Linked DNA regions of Gasterosteus aculeatus: region 1 is linked to region 2. The links are chromatin contacts, called in public Hi-C maps. All regions are on one chromosome and are shown on one strand. Each heading gives the region's core, a stretch centred on a gene start, on an enhancer-like site or on the middle of the called end of the contact. The rest is flanking DNA. Distances are from core to core; before and after follow the strand shown.

Region 1 (4,482 bases), core at 1,352-3,851, 58 kb before region 2:
CACACACACACACACACACACACACACACACACACACAGTATTCAGAGGATCTCACACACACACACTCACACACACAATTATTGCCTAGGAGTTTTAATTTTCTACAGGAATTTACAGCAAAAAAAAAAAAATGAAACTAAGAATATTGCTGCCAATATTTAAAGTTCTGGCAGACATTTTGACAGGTATTGAAATCCACGCGTTCTAGTCTTCAGGCTAAATATTAAACTAAATATTGCATCAATAAAAATAAAATCAATACTGTACTTTTTTTGGATGGCACAGAACAAAAGCAGCCGGGTGGTCAGAGAGGAAAAATCATCATCATCTTTGAAGCACGATTACAATGCAGAGAGGTCGGCCGAGCAATTTATTGTTTTACAGGCTTCTCTTCTTGCACTTCAGCTCCTGCTCATCCGATTCCCCCTCGTACATTTACCCAATAAAACTCTGCAGAAATACGGATATCGTTATTCTGTCCCGGCACGGAGTGACTCTTCGAAGGTGCCGTTCCTTCTAAATTCACCGCAGCCTTGAAGAGGCCGTTCAGGTGTTTTGATTAAATTGGAAGCAGAAGATGCCGAGTTATGATTCCCAGACACTTTTATATGGTCATAGATTACTCACGAGCTCTTGCTGTAAGTGTGAATGGATCCCGAGAGGAACAGAAGTTTGACAGGTTCAGTTTTATTTGTAAATCCCCTCTGGCCCCAAGTTTGCTTCCAGCTGTTTTCATCCCAGCGGAACAATAACGCCAGAAAATGACACAAACACATTTTTTTTGAAGAATAAGGAAAACGCCGGGTTTCCCGTCTCCCAAACCCCCCCCAGAGTGTGAACAGGAGCTGTGCTCATTATAGTCCAAAAATGGCCACCTTACGAAGGGCCTGGTGAAAATGTCTTATTTTAAGCCTTGGAAGAAAGTTTCATACAAGATTAACGCGCTAAACGTGGCTTCATGTTCGTTATATTAAAGCCAAACTCTCCTACAAAAGTACAGGAAAAATATCTACAGTATATTCATCTAGATTGGACGGAGAGCTTTCTTTCTTTTGCTGTGTAAATATATAAGTGGGATGAAAATGATTCGTTCTATAGAAGCGGAGCGGAGGGTTTGATCTACAAGGAGGAAGAAACAGAAATATAAGTGCACTGAAAAAAGCAACCAGATTTACAAGCCATTTAATCTTGAATTCAGTCTTTAAATCATACAAAAGGAGGCGAAAAAAAAAGGAGGAAGCGGAGCCGCCGTTCGGCTGAATAGATTTCTTCAGGGTCCCATCGGCTGTTCACACACCACAATAAATAAAATGTTTCACCCTTTTCCAATAAAGTGAGGGCTAAACACAAGATTAACTGACTTGCACAGGTGACAATTTCTGGATATTTGTATGAGGAAGGCAGCATGGAGGAGGAGGGAGGTGAGAAACAGGTGAGAGAAGAATGAAGTGAAGATATAAGTAACAGCTGTAATGACCCACTGCGTTAGTTTAATGGGGTGTTATTAAAGCACTACAGACTACGCGTGTCGGCTGCCTGTCACACACTGAGCTTCAACGTCGCTAATATGCAGCAGTGCGCTACGGTAATGTGTAATTAATCATTTACACAAAATAAAAACTATTACATGTGCATAGCAAAGAAAAAAGAAATAAATAAAATAACAAACACAGGAAAAAGCCCATAACCGTGACCCTTCAAACCATCTTTAACGATAACTTAAACCCTTTCTTTTTTTCTCTTTTGGCTACTGTTTTGTTTTCCTCTAAAAGACAACACAGAAGTACTTTTGATGCAAGATTCGTTATTATTGTTACATTTTTTTTGCTTGTTTTTGTTTTTTAGAAAAAAAGGGAGACAAAAAAAAAAAATTCAGTTTCTTCATGAAGCGCACTTCCTACTTCCTCCTTCCTCCTGGTCCGGCGGCGGTGGCGTCTGATTGGCTGGTTAGTCAGTCGTCGTCGTCATCGACCACGGGGTCCGTGTCCCAGCATGTAATGTCAATCTCTGAAAACACAAATACGTCTTTTATTCATTTCAATCGAAATGAAGAGCAGCGGATATGAGAATACGACGTCGGCAGTAAAGCACATTCCTCAGAAGTCATGAGGGCAACTGGTGAATACGCTCAAAACTGTAATATTTAAGTATCTCACCAGGTGGCTTGTTATAAAAGACAGGCGCAGGTTTAGCTGAGGACTCCTCTGATTGGCCGAATTCTTCCTCCTGGGATTGGCTGAAGTAGCCCTCACTCGCCTTTAAGAACCGGAGAAAGAAAACTATTAACGACGGAAAAAGACAGAAAGCGTCTTTTTCAAATAGATCCCCGACCAACATTCCGACCTGGGTCCCTTCTTTCAGCAGCGTCTCCCCATTGGTCATCAGCCGCTGTCCGTCCTCCAGCTCCTTCTTGTCCCCGGATGCGTGCTGCAGTGCATGCTGGTAGCTCAGGGTCATCTGGTCAGAGTCCATCACGTCCACGAGGCTGGCGGGGTCGTCTTCGGCGGCGGCGGCGGTGGCCGCGCAGAAGGTGCCGTCCACCATGTCGTCGAAGCTGAGGAGGGGCTGAGGTTTGGCGGCGCCGGGTGGAACGCCGACGTCCCCCATCAGGTCCACCAGATTGGAGGACTGGGAGGACCGGGAGCGGTCGGGGGGAGGGTCAGCGCTCGTGTCCCACAGGTCGACCAGGCTGTCCTGGCCGGACTCCAACACGGAGAAGCCGGAGGAGTCGCGGGCCTGCGGGGCCACGCTCTGCACCGGCTTGGTGGGGGCCGACTCCGGCACCGGCGGCTTCTGCGGTTCCGCTTTGGGCGCCGAATCTGGTGGAGACGATCGCATTTCTGTAACTAGAACACGCGCGGGACGCGTCGGCGACTTGATTTCAGCGTGGACTCTCACCCCACTCGTCTCTGCGGTCCTCCTCCTCCTCCTCCTCCTCCAGGCACAGGTCCTCTTTGATGGACGGGGTGACTAATTTCGGAACGGGCGACACGGCGGCCATGTTGCGCTCTGTGCTTGCTTCACCGTCGTCATCGCCATCATCGTCCCCTGGAGGGACAGAATGGCACAACGTCGAAAAAAGGCGCGGCGAGAAAAAAGTGATCCGCCAAAATCTTCCTTCAGCAAAAAATAATCACACTCAGGAAGCAAATGCAGTGATCATCTTTGGCACCACTCGGCTTTGGCTGTTCATACTGTCCAAACATGCCAGGATTTGGATTTATGAACATGAATATGATTTTAGTAAAGTCTACTGAAAGGCAGACCGAGTAGGATTTCTTAAATGTAAAGCTCCATACAAAGTAATCACTCTTAATCATCACTTGGGACAAGTGAGTGCCGTCTGACTGTCATTTCTGATTTTTTTTTGATTTTTTTTTGGGGCTGCAGCCTCGATAAAAACGCTGCGCCGCCCGGGTGCCGAATTCCAAGCTTGCATTCCGAGAGGACGTGATGCAAACGGCGCAGAGAAATCTGCAGTGAGGCTAAAGGCCCCGGGGTTGAGTATACGTGACGCCAACTAAACATCCTTCTCATTCTGCCTTTAGGGTGTGAGGGGGGTTTATTTGTTGATACATCATGAATCCAGTGAGGCAAGATCAGGTCACCTGACCTCCCAATGACACACACACACACACACAATCGGACTCTTTGTGACTCCAGTTGGCGACGTGACCAAGCCGGACCAACACCTGGATTCCCTTCACATTGTAAGCCTTCTCTCTCTCAAACAATCATCCGACGGATTGCCACGACCTTTGAATCTCAACGCGTGAGACTCGTTCTCGTCTCGTGCGTTGGTCTCGTGCCAAACGGTTGAGGCTGAATTGCAGTGTAAGAGAACCGTGACGGCCGCACACGCGTTGCATCGCCGCGTGACACTTGCCAATTTGACGCCAACGGCACAAACCGAGGACGCAAGAGGACACAAATCGGTGCGTTCCAGGTTAGTTGTAACCAAGACACGAGACACGAGCACCACCAGATCAAACAGCCTCTCTGAGCATTCAGCGTCAGGCCGCTGAAGGCGGATGGACGCGTCGTGGGTCACGGTCACAACGCTGACGACACATCCGGGGACACGCGACTCGTTAGGACAAACACAGACACGGCGACACTCGACTCCACGATGAAAAACGTCACTTTCTCTCAGATGTTTTGGATGATTTCATGCTTGTTGGGAGTCAAACGTCCTGTTCAAAAAAAAAAAAAAAAAAACAGAACGAGATTTCCAACAAGGACGCGAGCGCAATGAGCCACGGATGAGAAAACAACGGTGTCACTTTTGAGGTGTGTGACGCACATCCAGCTCGGCGGCTCACTACTCCTCGTGGTTAAAAGGCCTCTGGAGGCTCTGACTAATTGCTGGAAGTGGTAAATGTTAAAAGAAGCTGCCCACCTGGGGGTCATATGGGGGGCACCCATAACCCATAAGACATGCAATGACACACACAGCAGAAAGCAAAGGAGGTCTGCATGTT
Region 2 (5,160 bases), core at 1,794-4,293:
AAAACAGTGCGTGTCGGCGCTGGAGGGCCCGGCTCTCTTCAGCTCAGCTGGACCGGGACCAGAGAGGTGGGCGGGATCGTTCTCCTCCGGCTTGGACTTCTGTAGTTTGTTGCTTCTCTCCGTTTCACATCGCTCTACTTCGCCCTCCTCCTTTGCTTCTTTCTTTAACGCCATGCCTCCCTCTGCGGCCTTCGTCTCGGTCCTCTGGGTTTCGGACAGCGGCACCGCTGGTAGAAACTTCCCAAACCGCGTCCCGTTCAGATCGTCCTCAAATTTCACCTGGAAGGGTGGAAGCCCGAGCAGGAAGGCCCTGATCCTGCTCGGGGAGCTCAGGTCCGCGGGTTCCTCCTGGTTCTCCGCCTCGTTGTCCTGCCCTCCTCCCCCGTCACTCCCTCCGGAGCTGGACCGCCCCCCCGAGCCGAAGCCCTCGGCATGCTCCGTGCAGCCTGTTCTGGGCCTCTTGGACGGCGGTTGATCCGCGCTCCCGTTGATCGCTGTCGAACTGGTCTCCGTCCCCTCTGGGCCGGTCCTCTTTGCCGTTAAGCGCTTGCTGAGGTTGAGCGGCAGCGCCTGCTCGGGGGGAGGGGTGATGGGGGAGCAGGGGGGCTTGGTGCTCAGGTCCTGGGACAGAGCCTCAGACAGTCGGCGGGTGAAGGTCTGGAATTGAGACGAGCCCAGGCGAGTCCTCATCAGCTGGCACACCTGAACGCTGCAGTCCAGGTTCAAGGGCAGGACCCGGAGAGGGGGCAGAGGGGGCCGGTTCCTGGCGTCCCGAATGCCTCCTCTCTGGGCCGCCTCGTCCCCGTTGCACCCCGAGCAGTGGGTGTGCTGCTGGTGGAGCGGGTGGGGCTGCGGATGAAGCTGATCCCCGCTGGGATGAGGCGTATTCGGGCTACCGCTTTTGGGCTGGAGTGTGTAGCCGCTCGGGTCCTGAGGCGTCAAGGCCGGGCTCTCCGGGCCTCTCTGGAGGCTGGTGCGGTTCCTTAAGACGTCCAGAGGACAGACGCCCTTGATGGGGCTGAAGCCCCCCAGGGATCCACCCACAAAGTGACGGGGCAGAGTGGAGGGGAGCGCACCCGGAGCAGCAGCCACGGGCTCCACTCGGTCCGGCTTCAGCTCCTTGGGTTTGGGCAGGAAGGGGAGGAAGGGACCGGACATGGGGGAGAGGTCGGGGGTGAGTGGCATGTTGGCTGGGAGGACAGCGGGGTGGACGGGCTGCGGGGACGGAGGAGATGGGGAGAACAAGGAGGTCATGGAGAGCGTTTGTTAATATTCATTCATGTGCATTAGGCTTAAACATCCATCTGATAATAATGATAAACGATTATTCGTCCTGGTGTGGGACCGTGGGGCTTGAGGTGTTACCCTGTGCGCGCTGCTGGCCGTCGGCGCTCCTTCCCCCCGGGCTGGATGCTGCGTGGACTCGCCTGCTGATGCTGCCGCTGCTGCTGCTGCTTTGGCTTTGGCCTGCTGCTGAGCCACCAGCTTGGCCTGAGCGATCAGTGTGGCCTTGTTGCGTGTTCCCGGCGGCCGGCCTCGGCCTCGCTTCACCGCCGCGCCGCCAGCCGGGTTCACCATCTGCTCGGGGAGACCAGGACAGTGACTCGAATGTTGTTGTATTCTGAACATGTTACTTATTGCTGTGTACCGATGGCGTTCAACTCATTGAGTTTACCAGAAAAAAAAAAAAAAAAAAAGAGCAATATCAACACATTTCCCCTCCTTTCTTTGTCTTGGCCGAATTCACAACAGACCGTTACTTTCCGCTGAGTTCATGCAGCGAAATAAAATACCCATTGTTAGGTATTGAGTGATATTAATCATTAGTTGACGTAACAAAAGGTTCGTACTGGGAAGGAAGGCAGATATTTTGCCTTGAAATCCAGCAATGGCCTTGAAGGCGTCTTTGTTTTATTCAAACTGTGTTATTGTGCAGTTCATATATCTGTCAAACTAATTGGGTTTGGTCTGCAGAGCATTTGGGAAGGCTGAGAAGTTCCAAGTCTATTGGCGACGCAAACCGATGATGCCCAGTTCTGTGCTTTTACATCATCCCTGCTGGGGATTGATTTGAGTCATGGGTGAGCAAGTAACTCCCAACCAACAAAATATACTCCTAAAACATGATCACATCATTACTCCAAATACTGCGTAAGATGAAGGGTTTGTCAGCCCTAAGAGTTTCTCATAGTTCTAAATGAAAAATGTTTAATGAGGTTAAAAGATGCACATTGGCAGATTCAAATGAGTTCAGACAGAGATCAAATCCTGGATTTGATCTCTGTCGGGGGAGAATTCCACCACAATCTCTACTTCTACGACGGGAAGAAAGCTTTATAATCAAATGCACGGTTGAGTTGGTCCTTCACTCACAGCACGGGACGCAGCAGCAGGGGCCGTCATCTTCTTGTCCTTGGATTTGAGTCCTGGTTTTCTGCCTCTCTGAAGTGGTTTCCTTCCTCGTATCCCTCTGGGCTTCAGAGGCATCGGGGATTCTGGGATTTTGAATTCTGCTTCTTCTGCTTCGGCTTCTCCTCCATCTCCTCCTCTTCCTCCTCTTCCTCCTCCTCCTGCTCTGAGGTGCTCTTCATAAGGAAGCATCAGCCTGAGACAGACACAGTTGTAGGATTCTAAGTGCTTGTACTTTAACACTTGGACCTTTCGTTTTTTTGCCGGAAGGATTTGTTTATATTCTCAGGACTTTGCACGAGGGGGCGAATGTTTCTGTCGGACCTCTCGTAGTGTCTCCGGGTGCAGGTAGCAGCACTGGTGCTGCCGGGGCATCCTCCCAGCTCGTTATAGACGATCTTCCAGAGTCGGTCCAATGTCACCTACGACACACACACACAATAGAAAATTTAACTATGTGAAAACATGAAAACGGATGAGGAGCAGGTGGGACTGCGATCATTCTTTCAGAATTAGTCTGCGTGGTTGAAAATCCAGTTCGACTTGATGTTTTTCTTTTGGCTGCGTGTGAGTGGTGCAATTTGTGTTGAAACAGTTGCACACATGACACAGTGTGTCATTAGTATTGTTGAGTACCAGGCTGAGCTCAGTACAGAGGAGGAAATGAGCGATTGAACAGGCCTGTTGTTGTGAACAGCGTCGCACTGAGCGGTGTCCCGTCTGCCTGTTTACATTGATGGGAAAGGGGACTTTGTTGTGCGTTTATTCACTGGAGACTGCTGGGAAATGACTGATTAACACAAAGGCAGAACTCCACCGTTTCATTGTGCACAGAAAGATAAAGTTGAATGTTGGCTAATTAAAAAAAGTACAGGCCCCAGCTGTTTTTAATCAATTATTTTACTTTAAGCTGTCTGTACAGAGTTTGATGTAAAAGAAAACATGAGGCTGAATTAGCTTAGCATAAAGTCTGGAAACAGGGAACAGCTCCAAAGGCAGCACAAAATAAAAAACAAACTACTGTAAAGTTCACTCACTAATTTCTTTAAAATTGCACCAAAAAAACATATATTTATTTATATTAATGCTCAGCTAATTGGCTACTGTAGGCAGCTTAATATCCATCTTCCCTACATTAAAGTGCTTTCAATTATTTCATGCAAAATAGAAATCTAAACAATATGAAACTTTTCCCCTAAATGAAGGTTGAAGGGGGTAAATAAAGTGAAAAAGCTCGAGGCGACTCACCCTTTTGTAGCCACCAAGCCGCTTGACCACAGAGTACATGAGGAAGAGGTCAACTAAGGGGAGAGAAGCGGACATGTTTGAACTCGGCAACTGGAAACAAATATGAACCACGGCGGATAAAAGTTGGAACACCGAAAAAAACCCGTTCCATTTAACTAAACAAATGTGTTTGGATAAACCCTGCAAGGTAATTTAAACAAGCACTATTTCATTCTCCCCCCGCTTATAAATATTCAGATGAAAAAGAACCCTCCTGTTTTTAATAAAGGTTTGACTGACGTTGAAATATAATAAAACATTGAAAATCAAATTAAATGTTAATAATCCGCGTGGGTACAAAGAAAAAAAAGGAGGATAACCTCACAGCTGCCATATATTTACATTATCAAACGCTTAAAAGCTTCTGGCAGCAGAGTAAAAGTGTAAATATTTCATATATATTATATAAATAAACATGGATTTGTATTTCTAATAAAGATGTGTTAAAATTTTGAGTTGTCCGCACAATGTATATTTGTAAAATGTAATTTTTTTTTTAACATAATGCAGTTTTATTATCAATGGAGCGTTATTACATTACTAGTACATGTCATTTAGCTGACGCTTTCATCCACAGCAAATTACAATAAGTGCATTTCAACCATAAGGATACAAACTCAGAAGAACAACAAACTAGAAAGTGCAATTTTATCAAATGAGCCGATTTACAACGTGCTATAGATAAGAACCATTACAAGTACAATGTAAATGCTACAATTTGTTAATGTATTTAGTCAATCCACTGTAGTCTGAAGAGGTGTGTCTTTAGTCTGAAGATGTGAAGGCTCTCTGCGGTCCTGGTGTCTCCAGAGAGCTCGTTCCATGATTTAGGAGCAGGACAGCAAAGAGTCGTGATCTAGTCGAGTGTTTTGCTCTCAGTGAGGGAGGGACGAGCAGTTTTGCAGATGCAGAGCGGAGAGTGCGGGTCGGGATGTTTGACCATGTCCTGGATGTAGACTGGACCCGATCCAGTCACAGCATGGTACGTGAGTACCAGTGTTTTGAACTGGATGCGGGCGGCCACCGGAGGAGTGGAGTAGTGTGGGAGAATTTAATGTAATCAAATATTTTCTCTTTAAGGAGAGCAGAGAATATTGAGGTTCAAATACAGAATATTCCTGTAACTTAAAAACCATACAAAAATAAATAAAGTAAAAAAGGTTCCCTGGAAGTGGTTTTAAAAGCGAAGATGTATCATTTTAAATAAGACCTTCTGATGGTAAACTGAGCGAGCGTTTGGCAGCAGGTATAAGACGTCAACCCTGAACAACAAGCATCGTGGAACCGGCCGAGCAGGAAGGACGAGCTGCAGCCATCCGCATTCTGACGCAGTCCCACTTTCAATCGGCTGCTGTTCCTAAAGTTGGTTTCTTGATACCACTTGATTGTTTATATGATTCTATTTTTTTTTTCTTGTCTTTCAGATTTAGGTGATTGGTCTGTAACTTCAGACCTCTTGAGAAA

What was found. Hi-C and Micro-C count contacts between places; a contact is called where the count stands out from the background.
Region 1: a contact with region 2 is called in a Hi-C map of skeletal muscle, with 2.7 times the contacts expected there. The contact joins two enhancer-like sites. A contact is called at or near these places in 5 of 6 Hi-C or Micro-C datasets (liver, skeletal muscle, tail fin and 1 more).

Annotation. Positions count from the first base shown.
Region 1 is chr7:29,248,285-29,252,766 of fGasAcu3.hap1.1, reverse strand. It overlaps dbn1 (drebrin 1), which reads right to left. Exons shown (of 15, transcript XM_078106884.1): 12 at 2,900-3,049; 13 at 2,345-2,820; 14 at 2,158-2,257; 15 at 1,168-2,008. The coding sequence ends at 1,953. Among protein-coding and RNA genes, the nearest start is that of prr7, 22 kb to the left of the region's middle. Within about 2 kb of position 2,601, at least 1 of the 9 cell types and tissues checked has open chromatin away from gene starts, as enhancers often do.
Region 2 is chr7:29,190,179-29,195,338 of fGasAcu3.hap1.1, reverse strand. LOC120822276 reads right to left here. Exons shown (of 12, transcript XM_040181829.2): 8 at 3,658-3,710; 9 at 2,734-2,831; 10 at 2,374-2,605; 11 at 1,366-1,578; 12 at 1-1,215. Among protein-coding and RNA genes, the nearest start is that of dbn1, 9.4 kb to the left of the region's middle. Within about 2 kb of position 3,043, at least 4 of the 9 cell types and tissues checked have open chromatin away from gene starts, as enhancers often do.